Regions from separate parts of the Gossypium hirsutum genome. Here region 2 is linked to region 1. The links are chromatin contacts, called in public Hi-C maps. All regions are on one chromosome and are shown on one strand. Each heading gives the region's core, a stretch centred on a gene start, on an enhancer-like site or on the middle of the called end of the contact. The rest is flanking DNA. Distances are from core to core; before and after follow the strand shown. Region 1 holds the start of LOC107923959 (protein PAT1 homolog 1). Region 2 has its middle 15 kb from the start of LOC107923437.

The links. Hi-C and Micro-C count contacts between places; a contact is called where the count stands out from the background.
Region 2: a Hi-C map of callus shows a contact between it and region 1, with 1.6 times the contacts expected there. The contact joins the enhancer-like site here to the promoter of LOC107923959 in region 1. A contact is called at or near these places in 5 of 34 Hi-C or Micro-C datasets (anther, callus, fibers and 2 more).

Annotation. Positions count from the first base shown.
Region 1 is chrA11:20,618,153-20,622,715 of Gossypium_hirsutum_v2.1, forward strand. It overlaps LOC107923959 (protein PAT1 homolog 1), which reads right to left and starts at 2,166. Exons shown (of 5, transcript XM_041081321.1): 1 at 1,651-2,166; 2 at 1,184-1,335; 3 at 177-233. The coding sequence starts at 1,705.
Region 2 is chrA11:20,653,000-20,657,562 of Gossypium_hirsutum_v2.1, forward strand. No RefSeq gene overlaps it. Among protein-coding and RNA genes, the nearest start is that of LOC107923437, 15 kb to the left of the region's middle. Within about 2 kb of position 2,707, at least 5 of the 9 cell types and tissues checked have an H3K27ac peak or open chromatin away from gene starts, as enhancers often do. A contact at or near this core is called in fibers, where this site is marked.

The DNA of each region.
Region 1 (4,563 bases), core at 916-3,415:
TCAATGGAACATAAAAAACAAAAATCCCAGTTTTTCAGCACAAAGATCAATATAAAATAAAGATAACCAGAAATTCAAGAAACAAGTATACCAAATCTTATAAACAAGAGTTAGCTAGAACATCAACTACAGAAATCATCCCACCACAAACATTTATAAATACATAAATAACCAACCTTTGCAAAAGTAGTAGCTAGATCATCCACATCAGATAAAGAGCCTAAACCTACAACCTGCAAATGAATAACACAGAAATCAGAACAGAAATAGTCATGTTTCAAAATCCAAAGTAGAGAAAGTTGAAACCAAGATTTTGAGTTCAGCCTAGTTATCGTTTACTGAATATATACTGAATATAGCTGAAGGGATGAACGGCAATACCAACAACTAAAAATTAGAAATAAGGCAAAAATAAGATCAATGTACAAGAGTGTGGATAACAATGACATAAAATCCTTGCAAGATGAAAGAAATGCAACCAAAAACTAATATAGTAGCTGTTGCACTTGATGCATGACAATACAAATATAGGAATCACATGTTCTGTTAAAGCTTTTTTTTCTGAGTACATCTTTTTACTTTCACATATCCATTGTCAACAATTAAGCAACTATTTTTTTATCCAATTCATTATTTAAAAATTCAAGAAAACCATAGTGTGTTTACAAGCATATATTTGTAGTAATATGTTCCATGCATGTTAACGCCATTAAATGATCACATATCAGGAAGAGAGAGTTCAATTAGATAGATAAAGTAACTAGTTTACAAATGCAAAACTCATTTCACCTGGGCAACAAAATTTAAAATACATGCCAATGAGAAAACCTTGAAACGCAATTATTGTCTGACTACCTTAAATAAGTAGCAATTTCAAATTTTGAACTTGACAGATATAATCTGCTTAATAAAAATCTAATTTCCAAAATGAACACAGAATAGAACTTTTTATTGCTAACTGGTGGAGTGTGTAAAACTGAGATTAAAAGGTACAGAGCAAAATGTAAGTTCAAAACATATTAAGTTATGAAACAACTTTGGCTCAAATAAAGAACTCTAATGCAAATTATTGTTTAGAGTCATAATTGATATCATGGGAATGAAAAAATAGCAGGAGCTGAAAAGCAATAGAAAAGAAACCAGAGTTGGCCGCTCAATGATAACCGAATGAACAAAATCTCACCTCTCCCTTATCAAACAAATGGTACTCATCATCTTCAGGGGAAGCAAACACAGGAGCATCCTGTTCATCGTCTTCTAGACCCCCCAACTCCACTTCTTCCATAGCATTTTGACCAAAAAATTCATACTGGGATGCATCAAAAAGCGCATTATCTGCAAAACCACTAACTAATTCAGCAATTAAACAGTAGCGTATACGCGATCAACCAGCATAATATAGCTTAATAACCATCAACTGCAAGAAACATAAAAAAAAACCTTTGTTTTGTTTAAGATAAACACGTAATCAAGCGAATACAATAAAGTTAGTGGGGGTTAACAGTAAAGACCCGTTTGGTACCCAAGAAGGAAAAAAATAAAGATCCGAACTTTCAAAGCAAAATTCATCATCTTTTCGCATCATAAAATCAAACTAATTAAGTAACGGGGGAAAATCGAAAAAGAAAAGAAGGAATTGAGGAAAGAAACCTGAGGAAGATAAGGAGGAGAAGTTGTTGTGAAGTTTGCCATCGGATCGATCCATATTTACAAAAACCGACGTAACAAAAAAAGAAAAAAGAAACCCTAGCTAGATATAGCAGATAAAACAGAACGATAAGATGAAGAAGAAATTAAAACCCTAGAGATACAGAAGGAAACGAAGAAAAATCTCTCTGAGAGAGAGAGGGGAGGGGGTGAGAGATTAGGGGGAGGGAGGAGAAAGGGGGGGTTTTGATTTCGGGTCTGGGGTTTCGATTTAAACCAAAAAGAGGAAGGAGAAAAAGAAAAATGGAGGATAGGATTGATTAAATTTGTGTGTATGTTTTTGAGTGCACGCCGAGATTGAAGAAAGACACATGTGCACGGTGAGAAAATGACGCTCATTCATCACAATTCACAAGCTTAGATCCATTTCCATTCACTAATATTTATTTATTAATATATTAAAACTAAAGCATATTTCATATGTAAAGATTCTTCCCCACCCATATATTCTCTAACCCTTCTTCACCATATTTTCAAAAATTATTACTTTTATAAAGTCGCACTAATTTATTTTTACAAAAAAATCTTACTAAAAAATAAAAAACTAAATTTAATTAAAAAATTTAATTAAAGCCCTCGTCAATAATTATTATCGACTATTTTAACCATTAAATTATGTTGGTGTGATTAACAGAACCTTTAAAAAGATAACACATGGCATCTGAACATAAATTATCACTCAAAAATTTCATCATTTTCATTGACTTTCTTAAACCTTGAAACCATCCAAATAACCCATTTCTTTTGCCAACCCATTACCGATGCCAGCCACAAAATGAGCAGTGCGTTAGTCTCTCGCCTCCAGCAATGTAGGTCGATTTGGATATGGGTTTGAAGTTTTCATCGGGATCCTCTTGCTTATCACCACCACAATTGATTCCATAATCTTTGTCGCCGTCAAGACTCGATGAGGAAACCATAAAAAGTTACCCAAAGTTGATGTACACACTCTCGAAGAAAGATCGTGTCGTGTGCTTAGCTAATTACAAAAGTAATGATAACCTTACACTTTTGCCTGATTACAACCATTTCTTCCATCTCAAATGTGTGAACCACTAGTTGCAATTGCACTCCACATGTCTTATTTATTTGACATCTCCAATCCCACTGTTGTTTTCACTGTCTACCTTATATTTGTAATTTTATATTTTATGACTTTATATATTTAATTTTTTTATAATTTAGTATCATTTTCCTAACTTTTTATTATATTTATAATTTTTTATATTTGCAAACATGTTGTCCTTATAGGGATTTGTTAACCATTTTATTCTAATCTAACTATCAAATTAGTTCATGTTGATTTCTCTTAACGGAAAACTTAATTGAAGGGTTTAATTGAATGCAAATTAAGTTGAAGAATTTAATTAATTTTTAAATTTTTCACTAAAAACTTTTTAGACCCATTAAATAAAAATACAAAATAATATTTTTGCTCTTAAACTCTAAAAAAATATTTTAGCCTTTTTTTTTATTTTTTTGTGCTTTATTTAACTCTTAAACTATTATTTATTGTTAAATTATTTAAAATTGGATGGAAAAATTAATAGTGTCAAAGGTAATATCACTTGATAGTCTATATATATATTATTTATTAATATGACATTATTTATTTTATATATCATATTAGCTGCTAAAAGATTTAACTATTAATATTGACCAAAAACACTATTGAAAAGGTGAATTATACCCACCTTTGGTAAAGACAATTTAATGAAGGTTAAAATATGTTGTTAATTCTTATACTTTGATAGAATTTGAATTTAATCCTTATACTTAAAAATTTAAATATTAAGTCTTTTTATCTTTTTATTTAAAAATTTAAGTTTAGTTACTAAAATTGTAAATATTTTTCTACCAAAATTTTATCAACTTGAAATTTTGATTAGGTTATCCTTATATAACATGGCATATGATTGACATAAAATAAACATATTAAATGACAAATTTTGATAGAAACTATCAACGAACCGGACGTAGACAAGGGGGCTCCCTAAAATAGAAAATTTTTCATTTAGGTCCCTTTAAAATTTATAAAATTTAAATAAGTAAAGGTAAAATTGCACTTTGGCCCCCTAAAAATGATAAAAGTTTGATTTAATCCTTTAAAAATTATAAATATATAGATATTAAAGTGGTGAAATTACATTTTTACTATCGTAACAATATACAATTTAATTCCGATCTTCCGTAAAAAAAATTCTAATTTCAACCTGTGAACGAAGATAAAAAACCAAATAAAGAGAAAAATATTAATACACATTGAAAAGAAAAAAATGAGTAAAACAACTGGAATAAGAATTTTGTGAAGGCTTTGTTCTCCAAATTATTTACGAAAAGATGAGGTCAAGTGCATGTCTTACAACAAAAAATAAAATCATTTTTAGACCACCCAAGCCATTTATCTTTCATAAATATGCTAGCTGTTAAAGCATTATTAATTAATATGTTAGCTGATTACTTCTTGCACCAACAATTAATAAGAATCAAGTTTGGGATTAAGCATTCCAACATGAGATATTATCCTTCTTTCCTTTATTTTTTTACTTTTTTTTTTATAACCATGAATCTTTTACAGATTCAAGTTTTCTTTTAGACGGAGGATGAAATTGTTTCCAGTGAGTTGATAATAATTGTGATGGTGAGATTAAATAGGATAGTAGTAAGATTAAAATTTATAATGAAATATGTGTTTAGATTCAAATGTAATTGTAATGGTAAAAATATAATGACTATTAAAGATATTAGATTATAAATAAAATATGATAGAAGCTTGTAAATTATTTTATTTTTATGATATTATAAAAATATGTGAATTTGTAATTCTATTTAATAAAATAATATGTATCATAATAT
Region 2 (4,563 bases), core at 1,457-3,956, 35 kb after region 1:
CTATAGAAATATCTTTCAACGAGGTTGTCACCACAGAGTTTGAACAATGTGTTTTTAACGTTGAAATTACGAAGGTTAATGGAGGAAATAACATATGGGTAAGCAAAGATTAGAAAGAAATGGACAACTTTCAACCCAACTCCCTAATGAATACTGACCAAGAAATTGTGCAAGAAGCTTTCCAGCATCTTTATGGGTAATGGTATTGATAGTATGAAATATTATTCATGTAAAAAAATTATTTTAACCATCCATTTATTATTTTTTTATTTTTTAGTCATTAAATTTAGGTTTTATGTCAAATTATTCATAATAAATGGAAAAATTAACATTTTTATTGTATTTTATTGGCATTGCATACACGTCATTGTTATATGATTACACATAAGCATTTAGATAGTTTTTTAAAATTTTAAAAATGAAAAAAAATATTTTTTTAAAATTAAAAATCATTAAAATTATTAAAAAAATTATAATTTTTTATTATTTTTAAAAAAATATTAAATACTTACATGTCATTTATGTGACAATTCAAGTGTATGACACATCAGTAAAGTTAAAAAAAGAATTTAACTTTTCATTTATTTTAGGGTGATTTGACAAAAACACAAGTTTAAGTATTAAAAGAGATGAAAAATTAAACAAAGGCTAAATTCATTTTTTCTATAAAGTTGGAGGGCAAAAAAAATATTATGACTATTTCAAATGCTAACAACTAACCTTCTGCCATTTTATAAGTCATATAGTTACTATAATTCAGAGATCCAGAAAAGAAGAGCCAAAAGTTGTATGAATAAGCCAGTTCCAGCAGCAAGCAAGCTTTTCTGACTGAAATGTCCCAAATCTTGGTCTTCTTTTTTTGGTTTGATGTAGGCATGAGATGCTCAATGGGATCGAATGCCAACGATGAGGTAGGTCACGGATTACAAAGCATTTTTACGAGTGTTTAACATCAGCGGGCTTCCACATTTTTTTTAATTTTTTTTATGTCTGTTTTATTATCGTGGTTAAAGAGAGCAATTTTTATACTTATTGGCTTCACATTGTTACTGTACCGCTTGAACAACCTTATAGACCCCTCATGACATGTCTTTCTCAAAGAACAAAACTGCTTGACAGGTCTTCCCCTCTAAAGCAAACAATTACTCAATTACGGACACAGTCCAACAACCCTTCATCAACATCTACCATCTTATTCATTGTAACAAAATTATAATGAAGCTGCCCAAATTTGTCTATCGGAAACGAACAGGAAGTGCTTTATTTTTCAAGAAACTAGAGTCTTAAATCTGGACGGTTTGATTGCTTAATATACGCTCCAAAGGTGTCATTCATTGACTACGCTAAAATCAAAAGATTTCCCAAAGCTACTCTACTCAGGAGCCAATGTTAATGTGAGTTTGCATATTATCTACCTACTGTCTGAATCTACCTACTGTCTGATAAAGTACAAACATAAAGAAGCAGCATAAGAACAAGAAGAACATAGATGAAACAGAGTAACTATATTATTGGTTTCCTTAAAATGATAATTGATGGAAATGTATGCGCACCTCATTAAGTTGTAAAATTCATACAGAGACTGGAAGACATACTGATCTATAAACAATGAAGTTCAAATCATGGTTATAAATATAAGTGTACCTGAAAAAATTAGCACTACCTTAGCTGCATATGCAAATACATCTTTAGACGGTTTTCATTAGCAGCAGCTAGTTAGAATTATTTAGATAGGCAAAAACTAAAGAGGCACCTCCAACAACTAATCATAGAGATTGACTAGGTCTGTAACTTAAATAGATCATCATTAATGAACAACAAAATCACAGTAATCCCTTTCTCCTCGTTGTGCCCTCAAAATCGGTTTACTGAAAGCATTCGACTCCTTAAGATGGGAGTTTATTCTTGAAGTTCTTGTTGCATTGGAGATGCCTAAACAAACTTTAAATTGGATTAGAACCTGTATCACTATACCTAGGTTCTCCATTTCTTGAAATGGGGGACTAGTGGGGTACTTTAAAGGTGCTAGAGGGTTAAGGCAATGGGATCCACTATCCCCTTATTTTTTTGTGCTATCCATGAACATTCGTTCTAAGCTTCTTGATGCTGCAGCTACTCATGGACTTTTTCAATAACATCCAGTGTCATAGGATAAAATTAGCTCATCTGTGCTTAGCAGATGATTTGTTAATCTTTTCCAAGGTAGATTTTGATTCTTTTTTGGGGATTTGGAGTGTATTTACAGGTTCTATGAATTCTCTGGTTTGCAGCTTAATCCAACAAAAAGTGAATTTTTTTCCTCGGGGATCTCAAAAGATGAGTTGGATGGAATTCAAGCAGTTACAAGTATAAAAATAGGCAAACTGCGTGTTAGATACCTTGGAGTTCCACTTGTCATAGAAGGCTTACTGTGAGAGATTGCACCCTGTTAATTGATAGGATTGCTGCAAGATTACATAGTTGGGAAGCTAAGCATTTATCTTATGCAGGGAAAGCACAAGTCATCCAATATGTGATCTTTAGTTTACAGAATTTGTGGTGTAGACAGCTTATCTTGCTTAATGCTGTTATTCAAAGGATTAATCAATTATGTTCACGATTTTTCTCGAAAGGGAAGGATGAACCTGTGGAGGTTGGTAGAGTTAGTTGGGACTCTATTTGCTTCCAAAAATCAGAGGGGGGTTTAAGCCTGAAGGATTTAATGTCATGGAATCCAGGATATTAAAGCCATTTTAACAAAGCAAGGGTTTTTATGGATTGCGTGGCTTTATGCTTATGTTATAAAGGATTGTTTCTTTCGGCAGTTGCAAGGAACAAAGGGAGGAAGCTGGACATGGAGGAAAATATTGAAGATGAGAAGCGTTGCTATAACAGCATTAAAGTTACCAATTGATGCTGGGATTACTGTTTCTAGTTATTGGAAAGAAATTAGAAAGGAGAAGGTGCTATGGGATAGATTGGGTTCGTGGATGGTCATATTGGATAGGCTGCTGACAAAGGAGAAATTGATTTCATATGGAATGAATATTGATGGAAACTGTATTCTGTGGTAGGGAGAAAGAAAGCAGAGATCACCTTTTCTTTGATTGTGATTTTTCAAAGGTGGTCTGGAAGGAGATTCTGAGGTTATGTTATGGGGTGGCTCTAAGAGCTTCATTGGGCACTTGAAAGATTGAAAAGGAAAGTCTCTTAATACTCTCATTTTGAAATTTGCTTGGGATTTGGAAAGAAAGAATCAAAAGATTATTTCAAGGGTTGCAAAAAATAGAGGATATTGTAAAGAGTAAAAAACAAAATAGTGAAAATAAGATTACTAGGGAAAACAATAGGTAGGATTGGAGGAGCTAACAATAGGCTTTCTATAGATTGGGATATTAAAAGAAAGGTAAATTACACCCATGATCATTTTTGTTTACCTCATATTACATTTTATTCATTTATGTTTGAAATGTTACGTTTTAGTCATTTGTGTTATCGTGTTGTAACATTTTAATCACTGAACTGTTAATTGCCATCAATGGTGTAACGGTAAGCTGATATGGCACGTTAAATCATCATTTCAAACAAAAATTTTAGGTTAAATTATATAGTTGATCCCTATATTTTTTCTATTTTGTGCAATTTAATTTTTTTTTCCTTTTATGTTAATTTAACCCTTTTTTTTCCATTCTCTTTCATCCACTAACACCTTCACCATTACCATGACCTCCTTTCGAAAACATCTCAAAAAATCCACAACTTTTGGACTACCCAAGATTGAATCTCCAACATCTGTCATGAGATCGGCTTGATTTTCTGATATGTGCTGCTCCTCACCAATACCTTCTTCCTGATTGTTAGGATCGATAAGAAAGTTGTCGGAGTACCTCGAACCCCTTGACTTGAATCTAATCCCTCTCTTTTTCTCAATTTCTCTCTCTTTTTTACACTTTTTTTCTTTGTTGTAAGTCTAATCTTTCGCTCTTTGTGATTTTATAGGGCTTATTAATTGTTTTTTACTTGGATTCTTGATTGATTTGAACATGGGTTTATTTGGTGAATGGATGATATTGTTGGGTTAGTCGTGAATGAGGTCATCGTAGTGGTAAAGGTGTTAGTGGATGACATGAAGATGATAGGTGGTTGTGGAGGGTTTTGATAGTTAGCAGATGATATGAGTTTATGAGTTTTGGTTATAAGCAATGGTAAGAAAACAAAGGGAGAATAGAAGAAAATGGAAAAAAAAAAGGAGAGTTAAAAAATCATGAAAGAAAAAAATTAAATTGCTCAAAATGAAAAAACATGATGACCAATTGTATAATTTAACCTAAAATTTTTATTTGAAATGAAGATTTAACGTGCCATGTCAACTTACCGTTACACCGTTAACGAAAATTAACATCTAAGTGACTAAAATATTACAACACGATAATGTAAAAGACTAAAACGTAACATTTCAAATATAAATGACTAAAATATAACTTGAGGTAAACAAAAGTGACTATGAGTGTATTTACCCTTAAAAGAATGATTTAGATGATATAGAATTCCTTTGTAACTATACGTGGACTTATAACTTTGGTA